2 separate regions of the Mus musculus genome follow, and region 1 is linked to region 2. The links are chromatin contacts, called in public Hi-C maps. All regions are on one chromosome and are shown on one strand. Each heading gives the region's core, a stretch centred on a gene start, on an enhancer-like site or on the middle of the called end of the contact. The rest is flanking DNA. Distances are from core to core; before and after follow the strand shown.

Region 1 (6,245 bases), core at 2,052-4,551, 56 kb before region 2:
ACAGGGGAGCATGGTAGTCAACTGTGCAGCCGTTTACCAGAGGAAGTGAAGTCCTCACTTCTGAAGTTTTCTGGGTCCTCCACTTCCCTAAAAGAAAGGTGAAGGCTGAGGAGACTCATAGCCATTCCAGAAAGAAGACAGGGGATATTTCCCGAGCTCTTGACTGATCTCTATTTGCATGGACCTGGCAGGATTGAGTAAAATGCTTGATCCTGAGAACACAGTGTTAGGGGAACAGAGATTTTCTTCACCCTCTCTAAGCACTGCCATTCTCAGGCTTTCTTTCATTTATGTTTGTTAGGATGTAATCTCAATCCTAACAAGGCCTGATTCTGTGCTGCCCAGGCTGTCCTCCAATTCTCCCAGTCCTCCGGCCTCAGCCCTCAAGTGCCGCAGCTACTTAGGACTAGATTTGTTCTTCAGAATGGTTCTCTGGGACTCCAGAGAACTGAATAACTCTACTAAAAAGTACAGTACAGAGCCAAATAGAGAATGCGCAACCAAAGAATTTCAAATGGCTGAGAAACACTTAAAGAAATGTTCAACATCCTTAGTCAGCAGGGAAATACAAATCAAAACGATCCTGAGATTCCAGCTCACACCAATCCGAATGGGTAAGATGCAGGTGACATCAGATGTTGGAGAGGATGTGGAGAAAGAGGAACACTGCTCCATTGCTGGTGGGATTGCAAGCTTGTACAACCACTTTGGCAATGAGTCTGGTGGTTCCTGAGAATATTGGAAATAGTTCTACCTAAAGACCCAGCTATACTGCTCCTGAGCATATACCCAAAAGACACTCCACTATATCACAAAAACACATGCTCCACTATGTCCACAGCAGCCTTGTTTATAACAGCCAGAAGCTGGAAAGAACCCAGATGTCTGTCAACAGAAGAATGGATACAGAAAATGTGGTCCATTTACACAATGGAGTACTATGAAGTGATTAAAATCAATGACTTCATGAAATCCACAGGCAAATGGATGGAACTAGAAAATATCATATGAGTGAGGTAACCCAGACACAAAAGAACACACACATATTATGTCCTCACTAAAATAAGTGCATACTAACCCCAAAATAATATCTCAATTTCATTAAGCTATTTTTATTTCACTTGTCAGGCTGAAACTCCTGCTCATCCACTGCACAAATTGGGAAAACATTTCTGCCGTCCTTCTGCCAAACCCATGCACAGAGAAAAAACTAGGCCAACATGTCATCCCTTCCCATCTCCTTGTTTCTGGCAGCCCACTCAAGTGTACCAGCCCAGAGGCTCAGTTTTTTTGTTTTTTGTTTTTTGTTTTTGTTTTTTTGTTCACTATATTTTGGAACTATTCCAGCTCCTAGCTGGCAAGTCATCATTCCTCCGCTAGGCTCTATAAAATCCCCTTATTGTAGCCTGATTGAGTGACTTCACTGACCTCCATCTATGAGATAAGTGACCTACCCAAAAACTGCCTTCTAAGAAACCTGCTTTTATCTATTTTATCTGGTCTAATCTGGCCTATATCTGTGTCACCAAGGGAGAGAAAATGACTACCACTGCTTTTGTGTTATTACTTGGGGGAGTTGGTATTTTTTCAGCTCTATTTATTGATTTTTTCCTATTAAAAATTATTATAAGAATATAGCTATCAAAATATAAGGGTAATAATCTCTCTAGAGAATAGGGTCAGAGAGAGAAAAAGAAATTTGGTGGGGTGATAATTTATACTATATGATTGTCGAATGTTTTCCTGGATTGGATTAAGTTGAAAATTATTAATATTCCAATTCCTTATTTTAAATCAAACCTTTCACATGAATAGCAATAATAACAGATTATCGCTGCTCTTTTTGTAATAACAAACACTTAACTTAAAATAAATTCATATTAATTGGTAGTCTCATTTAGTAAAGGCATTGATTTCCTGAGATTTATCTTTAATATTGACATCTATCCTAGTATTACATTTATATGTTTCACTAGTTAATGAATGTCTAAACTCATTACAAATGTTACAAAGGAATCACAAAATGTAACAACTGTATCCTGGTATGAAATACTTACTTTTTACACTTGTGCAAAAACAATTGAGAACATAGGTAAGCCAGAGATTTCTTTTTTCATACTGTACCACAACTTGTTCTAGCATGTAATTGATATATGCGCAAAGAGACACAGCTTGAATAGTGAATGTGTACAGAGAAAATACCGTGTGACAGAATCTGTCAGACCAGATTTTCTGCTAAAGGCAAGGTGAAAAGACGGCCTGGAAAGAAGATGCTGAATAAATACCAAGGCAAGAAAAATTGATCTTGCTGTTAAGAGGAATGAAAGAAAATTTATCAGCAGCATCATATGAAGTTGAATCTTAAGAGAAGCATGGAACTTCTAGGATGTAAAGTGTAGCTTCAGAAGCTTACTGACAGATCAGATCGTACTCACAGTTCATTTGCTAGAAAGAGTTGTTTGGGGACATGTCCAATATTTCTCTTTCGGGAAACCTCCAACCTGCTCTGTAGATGCTTCAGAAAGTAACAAATATCTGTGCTAACTGCTAGTGTCTGAGTAGAAGAAACATGGTCCTAACCGGCCTACCAGAAAATCTGTGGTTTTGTAGATGACTTCTTAATTTCAAGGATATTACACAAATTGTTTTCTCTTTCTTTTGAAATCAAGAGTGAGAACCTTTCGGTTTCCTAGCAGTTCAATGTAATTTCTGGATAGCATGATAAATTCTTTAAACTATTGATGCCACTGTTGTGTCCAGGTCATCACATGGGCCCCAGGAGAATTCTTAGAACTACTGATTCGATGTAGTGAAAGAAGAGAGTCTTTTATTTATTCGAGTCAGACTCGGTCACAAACCTTCACACTGCACAGGACAGGAATGCGACCCAATGTCCAGGGGTTTAGTGTTTTTTAATACAAGCATAATCAGGGATTCTTTGGATTTTAGGATGACAGGGGAAGGTGACAAGGGAAGTCATCTTTCAAACAAGATATCATTTGTTCAGGCAGGAGGCAGAATCATACAACTGGGAGAGGGGACTCTTCTGACCTGAGAAGTTACTTTATGGTACTATCAGGAACTAGTGTGTTTTTACAACTAGCCACAATTGTCTGGGAAAGCTTGATTACTGTCCTCTCATGGCCCAAATGTGGGACACTTATTTCTTCAAGGATGCTTGGTCTTAGCTCTTCCCAAGGACAGGCACCAGCTGCACTGGGAAGTGCTTAGCCATCTATCAGTGACAGTGGCAGCCTAGGTGACACAGGGATGGGGGAGGGAAGGTTGGCCTAGGCTGAGGGAGGTTGTTCCTTGTCTATTCTCAAGCTGCCATCTGTTCCTCCCAGGCAGGGGGTAGGGGTGAGTTTGCTAGGGGTGCCTCCATGAAATCTGGGATAGCAATATTCCAGTGCCAGATCAAGTCCTCTCTGAAAGGCCAGGAATGGGAGGAGGAGCCCTGTGTTAGCTGCTGGAAAGAACAGGGGCAGGAGGGGAAGTTCTGCAAGCAGGGAGAAAGTGCTGAGGCAGACTGAATGCTTCTCTTCAGTCACAATCAAGTAAATCTTCACCATGACTTGTAGCCTACAGTTTTTCTGACAGCTGTATTGTAAAAGGTACCAAAAATACACAATTGCAGTTTTCTCAAAAGATATTAAATGCCTATTGTTTAATTCTTTCAACATTTTATTTTTTGTTATCCTTACTTCTCTAAATGTGATAAATGCACACTTATAATTTTCCCCTTTATAACATATTTCTATGTTTGAACTATTTGAATTTAAAATTCAAAACCAGGGCCTTGAGAGAGGACTCAACAATTAAAAGCTCACACCATAATTACAAAGGGCCTGAGTTTGTTTCCAAGCACCCATATAATGCAGCTCACAGACTCCTATAAGATCAGTTTTTTTTTTATTTTTTACACACATTCAGCATTTACTCACATAGCCCTACACATGTATATATAAAAAAATCTTAAATGAATAAGTTTGATTCCTAAAAATGAAAAACTCTTATCAGAAATATCTATACAGAGAGAGAGAGAGAGAGAGAACCAAAATAAGGAATTTCATACTAGAAGTAGTTCATAAACAGCTTCATATTTTCAGTGCTAATGTAAATGCTGGCATTACTTTGGTAAATGTACTACAGAAATTGATATCAATCTACAGTTCTCTGGTTGTAATATGGATAATGCATTGAATGCACATAAGAATCTTTGATCATTAAATTAAAACTTTCTCCTTGATAGTTTCAAAATTTCCAAACTCAAGTGCACTGTGAGTCCTACAATTTTGACATAGTAACATTTATATTATGTTTAGAAGCATGTAAAATATTTAAAATTGTGTTTTATGCTTAAAAATTTTATATAATGATAATCCATTGTTTTACTATTTTTTAATTAGATATTTTCTTCATTTACATTAAAATGCTACCCCATTTCCTAGTTTCCTCTCGGAAAGTCCCCTACACCTTTCCCCCACCTGCTCCCCAACCAACCTACTTCTGCTTCCTGGCCCTGATATTCCCCTCTACTGGGGCATATAATCTTCCCAAGACAAAGGGCCTAATCTCCCATTGATGTCCAACTAGGTCAACCACTGCTACATTTGCAACTAGAGACACAAGCTCTGGGGGGTGGGGGGGTACTAGTTAGTTCATATTGTTGTTCCATCTATAGGGTTGCAGATCCCTTTAGCTTCTTGGGTACTTTCTCTAGCTCCTCCATTGGGGGACCCTGTGCTCCATTCAATAGATGACTGTGAGCATCCACTTGTATTTGCCAGGCACTGGCATAGTCTCACAAGAGATAGCTATATCAGTATCCTGTCAGCAAAATCTTGCTGGCATATGCAATACTGTCTGGGTTTGGTGGTTGTATATGGGAAGGATCCCCAGGTGGGGCAGTCTCTGGATGGTCCTTTTTTCTTTCTCAGCTCTGAACTTTGTCCCTGTAACTCCTTCCATGGGTATTTTATTCCCCATTCTAAGAAGGTAAGAAGTATCCACACTTTGGTCTTTCTCCTTCTTGAGTTTCATGTGTTTTGTGAATTGTATCTTGGGTATTTTAAGTTTCTGGGCTAATATCCACTTATCAGTGAGTGCATATCAAGTGAGTTCTTTTGTGATTGGGTTACCTCACTCAGGATGATATCCTCCAGATACATCCATTTGCCTAAGGATTTCATAAATTCTTTGTTTTTAATAGCTGAGTAGTATTCCATTGTGTAAATGTAGCACATTTTGTGTCTCCAAACTTCTGTTGAGGGACGTCTGGGTTCATTTCAGCTTCTGGCTATTATAAATAAGGCTGCTATGAACTTAGTGGAGCATGTGTCCTTATTACCAGGAGATGGTATTGCTGGATCTTCCTGAATTACTATGTCCAATTTTCTGAGGAACTGCCAGACTGATTTCCAGAGTGGTTGTACAAGCTTGCAATCCCACCAACAGTGGAGGAGTGTTCCTCTTTCTCCACATCCTCGCCAGCATCTGCTGTCACCTGAATTTTTTATCTTAGCCATTCTGACTTGTGTGAGGTAGAATCTCAGGGTTGTTTTGATTTGCATTTCCCTGATGATTAAGGATATTGAACATTTTTTTCAGGTGCTTCTCAGCCATTCAGTTTTCCTTAGTTGAGAATGCTTTGTTTAGCTCTGTACCCCATTTTTAAATAGGTTTATTTGCTTCTCTGTAGTCCAGCTTTTTGAGCTCTTTGTATATATTGGATATTAGTCCCCTATCAGATTTAGGATTGGTAAAGCAACTTTCCCAATCTGTTGGTGGCTTTTTTGTCTTATTGACAGTTTCTTTTATCATACAGAAGCTTTATAATTTTATGAGGTCCCATTTGTTGATTCTCAATCTTACAGCAAAAGCCAATGTGTTCTGTTCAGGAATTTTTCCCCTGTGCCCATATCTTCGAGGGTTTTCTCTACTTTCTCCTCTGTAAGTTTCAGTATCTCTGGTTTTATGTGTAGTTCCTTGATCCACTTAGACTTGAGCTTTGTACAGGGAGATAAGAATGGATCAATTCACATTCTTCTACATGATAACCGCCAGTTGAGCCAGCACCATTTGTTGAAAATGCTGCCTTTTTTCCACTGGATGGTTTTAGCTCCCTTGTCAAAGAACAAGTAACCATAGGTGTGGGTGTTCATTTCTGGGTCTTCATTTCTATTGCATTGATCTACCTGTCTGTCACTATACCAGTACCATGCAGTTTTTATCACAATTGCTCT
Region 2 (6,969 bases), core at 3,980-6,479:
GACATAGTGGTTAATAGGTTAGATAGAGAGAGTCATCAGTAAAATAGAATTCTGAAGAATACAGAATATGCAGATGGAGTTAATAAGAGCAATGTCTAATGGTGAGCCATAAAAGAGAAGAACCAAACTGTACTCTTCTGTATAGCCCTTTTGGTTCCTAGCAGTTATCACTGCCTAGAACACTAGCCTTCACCAGCACACTGTACTTCAGGAAACAGGCTTCCCTTGATCTGTGAGTTTGCTTTCCAGATGAGAGGAACAATGACATTTAAAGTTACTAAATGACACTTTGTGGCCAGGTTTGGGAAAAAGCAGTGGAGGAGAGGCATGTGATATTCAGGAAACAGAGGAAGACCCATTAAAATAGAGATGAGAAAATGCTGGCTGAAAATGCAAGCATTTTGCTAGGTATAGGAAATAAGAAGACCATTCATTGCTGATAATCAAATGCAAACATTGCTGGTATTTTCATAATGGGATAAGAGAAACCTTAAGTACTTTATGGTATTTGGAACTGTTATAGTAATAAAATGACAGTAGAAAGCACCAAAGGTGGTGCTCTTGGGTTACTGAGTTAGGCCAGTTCATGAAAAAAATTTATGAGGAAAAATATGGATTGTTCCTCTCCACTCTTTATACCATTGGCCATCTCTGCCGTATTGGCAATCTCAATGACTGATCACTCTTGGTATATTCCACTAAAGTTAAGGCACATGCAGCTGTTTTCTTCAAGTAATTCACCCACTAAACATATGACACATTCTTTTAATACCATAGTTTTAATTGACAAAATATGTAATGACAAAAAAAAAAAATAGATGGAAGGAAAAAAGGGCAAATGAGCAAGAGTCACAATAGGTCAAAATCAACAGATCCTAACAGATATTATGTATGTGTTTACATGAACACACATACATAAACTTAAAATGGATGCATCCTCTCAGATATTCTGGATATATTTACATGAACACATGCATATAAACGTTCTACAAAAGAACTTTCATTAATTTACTCATTACTGGCTATCTGTTTACTTTAGAGATTGATATAATTAATATTTAGAAATATACCCATCTAATTATGTAGTGTTTAGAATTATGGATACCGAAAATTAGACTTTGCAGTAATTATGATGACAGCATATTTGAAATATGTTAAAATCTGGCATATAAGATTACTTCATATATGGTAATAAAAACAAATGAGGGGTTCAGAAAGGAAAGTAAATACATCATCTACATGAAATATGTTGAAAAGTGATGGGGAATAAAAAAGACTACTGGCAACACTGGCTCTAACCACCTCAACCTTTCTAGAATAACAGGGGAGGAGCAGGAGTGCTCAGAGTTGCAGGATAGGACATTACCCACAATTCTAACTTGCCACACCCACTCCAGTAGTGACTCACATGACAGGCCCAAAAGCTTGGACACAGTCCTGAGGCGAAAAGTTCATGGAAACTTAGTCTCCTGAAACTGTGGTATCCTGTAAAGAGAATGCTCCAAAACTGTCCTTGCTTTAGTCAGTGAATACATCTGTGTGCTTTCTTTCAGTATTGTTTTATTGTAGGTTCCTCCAAGCAATGACTTGCCCAATACCTAAGCAAAATTGAACTTTGCTTCCTGGCCTTCACCAATACCCTAGGTAGTCCTTGAGCCGACCCTGGGCTTGGAATTCAGTAGGGATGTTACCTATTCAATAACATTCAAAATTGCCTCTAGTATTGTGGGAGAGACCGTGAAAAAAATCAGGCATTACAATTTACTTGACTAGAGCTAGAAATCTCAGGGCTAGTTTACATAGTAAATACTTAGAACAAAAACTGAGTCACTCCCGTATACAGGGATTTATAATGGTTTAGGAAGTAGATTGGGCTGTGGCTTCAGGAGGAACTAGAGTATTGCATTATTCATGAGAAGGTTAGCTAGAATGGAACTCCCTAATTAGAACTATGGCTTGGGCATGAAAGCCCTTGCCCTGGAGTGTAAAGACCTCACACCTGCCTTCTAAGAATATAGCTGACCTTAGATAGAGCTGACTTTGTCTCAGTTGTTTTATTGCCTAGTTCCTGCTAGTCTTTATGTTTGCATTCCTCTGTTTTGTGTAAGAGCCATTAAGCATCCAAGTAACCTCATTGTACCTTGACTGATGTGTCACCTAACTTCCCGATTTTCTTCCGTATTAAAAGTCTGGTGCTTGCTTTGAAAAATTACATTCCGATACAGCATACTCCCTTCTGTCTGTGTCTGTTTGTCACCTTTTCACCAACTCCTGCCCACCTGTATCGGGACCCTGATTTCTCCTGCGGATTGAGGGGCTGACTGAGGCCAGTCTGTAGCACTAACACCTTTTAAAAGATTATTGCACAAATCTGACAACCACAGGGTGATGCAATGTGAATCTACTTTAATTGATTTACTCTGGCAGTAATAAAAGATATTTTTTAAAGCAAGTGGGCATACATATAAATATTTATAGAATAAAGTCCTTCCCTTGGATTCAACATCAGGAAAATCTATTAATAACCATAAATGTACTAGAACAGGACATTATGACTATTTTAAAAGATGGTAAAAATTAATTTGATCAACTAAGCAAATTTTCATGCTAAAAAAGCTGGAAATGGGGTACTTAGTATGGTAATTGCTTAGAAGCAGTCAATTGTATAATGAAAAATGCATTCTACACCTCAAAATTCATGATAAAATTTAAATGGTATTGAATTTTACTTGGAATAGTATAGCAGTCTGTCACTAGGGCCATAGGACATGATGCTGAATGTCTGGTGAATGTGTTTTAAAGAAGAAGAGATGATTTAGATAGAAAAATCACATTTATAAAGTGAACAAGTCTGCACAGGTAACAGCAAGTACAGCAAACACATCACAATGCTAGCCCACTCTATGGATAGGAAATACACATAAGAACATGGCTCCTTTGGGCTAATTAGGATAATAATCCGCTGGAATTTTATTTTCAGTGCTCGAAATTAATCTCAGGGTCATATGCATTTTACCATTGACCATAGAGGATCAGACTATACAATATGTAATTTAAAGAAAGTTATGTTTAAATTTAGCAAGAAACATGAGGAATCTATGTAATAAAAGCCTGCAAAAACTTAAGTAACATGAACTAAGACTCATTGGGGAACATACCAGTCTCAAATATAAATCTATAAACATAACATTTTCCCAGAGAATATATCTCTAAACTGTAAATTTCTATAAATTTAACTCTAAAATTTTATTGAAATACAATCAATATCCAGAGTCTTTTAATGCATGTTGGCTAGTTTATTCTAAAATTTGTAAAAATGTATAAAAACCCAATTTTAGCTAACATAATTGAAATAAAATCAATAAGAAAAATGATGTTACAAATTTTATATGTACATACAGTCTGGTACATAGGTGCTCTAACTGATTGTCAATATTGTTCATTCATTTCTATGTATAATGTTTCATATAACTAAAGCTAAGATTTTTAGAAGCAAAAGAGAATAGTTCATGACCATTTTAAAAATGATACAGTAAGGTGGACTTCAGTATTATGTTGAATAGAGCTACTAACAACATTTTGTTCTTGATGTTACCACAACACTATTAAAGTTGTACCACAAATTTTTGTGTCAATTGTAAAAATTTAATGTCTGATGCAAGGTTACACAATTGTAATATTCTTAAATGCAACAAGAAATATCCTAAACTTTAAGGATTTTGATTATCAAGATACCACAGAAGTGAAGACAATGCACAAAGTGAAGGTATTTGTACATAAGGTACATTTATTTCTTCACATAGAAATTAATTAAAATATCCAAAATAAAATGAACTTAGATTGAAAGCAGTCATTTTTCCAGTAAGCCTAATAGCCAGAGGGATGTGAACAGGCGGATATCTTCAGGATGGAGGGGAACACATAACTTAAAGGAAATTCAATTTGATGACATTTTGGGGAAAACATTAAAAGACAGTTTTTATAATGATGAAGCAAACTAGTTGATGCAAAATAGATTGTATGTTTAGGAATTTCAAATCATAAATGTGTAGCAAACATGTTTGCATGGAAAATCAGAAAATATTTCACTTATTTAATATGCAAAGCCAGGAAGATAGGATTTTTAGGAAACTACATATTTTCAAAATCCTACTTTTAAAAGAGCAAGATATTTAAGAACACAATATACTGCTTAATGGTGATAGTGAAACAAGACTCTTTGCCTTAAGCTTTTGCAGCCATCACTAGGGTATTTTCTTTCATTATTTACATGTATATTTCAAATCTCTTTTATAATCCGGTAGTTTTTTAAAGGGAAGCCTTTACAATACTTTTCACAACATCACATCTGAAAGTTCTACCCCTTGAGTCAAGATTGCCTTGTTACCATGCAACAAAAACAAAACATAGAATCCTCTTGGTATGTGAGGCTGATGTAAGATGGAAACCCCAGATGCAGCCTCGCCTCTGCTGCAATTTTTTTTTTTTTTTTTTTTTTGCTTCTGACTTATTCTCTTTCTACTGTAATTGTACAATTACACAATTGTATTGTACAATTGTATTGATTCCTAGTATACTTGTGGAAGTTTAATATATCTGTCTGTCTACTTCTGACTTGCCAATAACTGTTTGATAAACTAAAACACGTTTTCAACTTTAAAACTTTGGAAATACCCAATGTATTATAAATCTGAGTAACATTTAAAAGGATTTTTTAAAAGTGAAAAACAAAACACATCTGGTCTCTATCAGAGAGTCTTGGCTTATCTTGAGAGGCAAAAGTGTAAAAGAACTTTCATTTCTCCTTGGAGCAATTAAGGGATACTGTCTGACTTAATGTAGTTTCCTCCACCATGACCCTGCAGTAGACTCCAGGACAAGCTAGGGGACTCGGAGCCTCTCCCCGAAAGCCCCGCCCGCTTAGGTCCGCCCAGAAGCCCCGCCTTCTCGGAGATTCAACCCCTGGAGCCACGCCCCGCGCTGTCCTTTAGGAGGCGGGACCTGGGAGGGGTAGCGGTGCGGCCGCAAGAGCTGTCAGCCCTGGTAGGATTCACGGTTCTTTCTCTTATCCGGTGGGTCCACGCGGAGGCAGGGTCCCAGACCCCGGTGAGCAATTGTGAGGCCCCGGAACTGAGACCCACAGGGACTCCGCAGCTAACCCCTGCGCGCTCGCCCGCCAGCCAATCGTGGGCCGCCTGCCTGCGACGCCCTTTGACCCCGGGCCTCTAGGAATCCAGTCGCGCTCAGCCCAGCAGCCCGGTTCCGCGCCGGTCCCCGCCGCTAGGTTAGTGTCCGCACCGCGCCTGAGCCCGTCCTTGTCTGCCTGGATGCCCGAGTTGGCCCTGAGGTGGTTCATCACCACTCGGTCCTGAGCCCCGAACCTGCGAGCGGAGGCCCCTGGCGGTCGCCCGGCCGTCTCCTAGCCCAGCTTACGACCCCGAAGGCCGCCAGGACAAGTGCGTCCTCCTCCGGGGTCTTTGTTCTGTTCTCCTTTAACTGGCCGGGCTCTGCCTTTTCCACTGTCCCTTCAGGGTGGCCGTCTCCTTTTCTGTCTGCGGAGGAACAAGTTGGCGAGGACCGGAGCTTAAAACTTTTGTTTTGTTGTTGTCAAAGACATAAACGGATAATATAGTGGGAGAAGTACTGAAAATGGCTTACAAGGAGGCTTTCGTGAGCGTTGTTGTGGGTCTGGAATGAGCTTAGAAAGACAAATGAGAGTGGTTGGTCTGATCGCATTGCAATGTGTGGGCTGCAGCTTGGAAGAAAAAAAAAATGCAGAACTACTGTAGGTTTTGGTGAAACTATTTCAGGTTAGTTACACTTACAAAGCTGCTGCTCTTATTCCTATAATAAGCAATGAGTTGAGTATGTGGTCAGAAAATAAACACAATGAGCTAGCTGCCTTCTCCTTAAGTGTGAGCTACAGCGGAAGGCGAGGGAACCATTGTTAAGTCACCTTCCACAGTGAAAAAATGTCATTGTAGTATGACTTCTCTACTTGAGGCCGCTCAGGGCAGGCTGGAGCCAGGAACCTAAGGTCCAGTACAGTGTTTTGCCTTTGTAGGGTGCTCAGCTGTTTACTAGCCCAAAATCTTGGAAAAAGTTCTCTGCTCAGTTTCATCACCTGTAACATGAAGTTCTGTTTCATAGACGGTTGTGAAGATAAAAATGGAAAATGAGATTATGCCGGACAGAACTTGTGTACAAAAGATTACCCACACTTTGACCTGAGCAAGATTCTGAAAGTTTTAGATGTGTGTTCTGAGCGTTAGCTGTATCTAACTGTAGGTACTTCCTCTAGCATAAAATTAGAAGAAAATAGCATCAACAGAATGAAATAAAACAGGAAGAATCTTTATAATTTAATTATAACTTTAAAATGGAATCTGCATTTTCCTGAGCTATATAATATGAGCAAATGCATTTAAAACAATCCACAACATTCGGCTTCAGGGTTATTTAGATCTCTTAGCTGCTTGAGGAGTATGTAGTACTATTCATTCGAAATCACTTGACTTTCACAACATAAAATTAGCATGGTTTCAGAAGAACTAGTTTTCTAACTCGGGGTAGTGCAAACTTCCCTTTGAGTGAGGACACATTGTTAGTAGTCAGTAGCCTGAGCTTCTTGCTTTAAGAAGCTACACACCTGCAGTTGACTGGAAGTTTGGTAGTTGTTTTTCTCACAAGGGACTTATGAAACCTCTTTCTTTAGTTAGAGCTAAGTAAAGTAGTTTCTTTGTCTGTCTCCTGCAAGAGCACTGCTTGTTTTATGCTTCAGGGGCAATGTGTTGTCACAAAATTTAAGATGCTCTATTGTTTAGATGGTCTTCAAAATTATTGAATCTTCATGAATTTTCTTTTACAGTGTTGTTTATACACCTCACACAAATCATAAATTTTCTTTTACAGTGTTGTTTATACACCTCACACAAATATGGTCTGCATATGTATAATAGAATATGTTAC

What was found. Hi-C and Micro-C count contacts between places; a contact is called where the count stands out from the background.
Region 1: a contact with region 2 is called in a Hi-C map of cerebellum, with 1.5 times the contacts expected there. The contact joins the enhancer-like site here to the promoter of Manea in region 2. A contact is called at or near these places in 2 of 484 Hi-C or Micro-C datasets (cerebellar granule neurons and cerebellum), 1 of 115 datasets of contacts at active chromatin or transcription factors (embryonic stem cells) and 2 of 9 other capture datasets (adipose tissue and liver).

What each region holds. Positions count from the first base shown.
Region 1 is chr4:26,399,472-26,405,716 of GRCm38.p6, reverse strand. No RefSeq gene overlaps it. Among named protein-coding and RNA genes, the nearest start is that of Manea, 56 kb to the right of the region's middle. Within about 2 kb of position 3,301, at least 14 of the 459 cell types and tissues checked have an H3K27ac peak or open chromatin away from gene starts, as enhancers often do. A contact at or near this core is called in cerebellar granule neurons and cerebellum, where this site is marked.
Region 2 is chr4:26,344,912-26,351,880 of GRCm38.p6, reverse strand. Manea (mannosidase, endo-alpha) reads left to right here and starts at 5,229. Exons shown (of 5, transcript NM_172865.2): 1 at 5,229-5,284.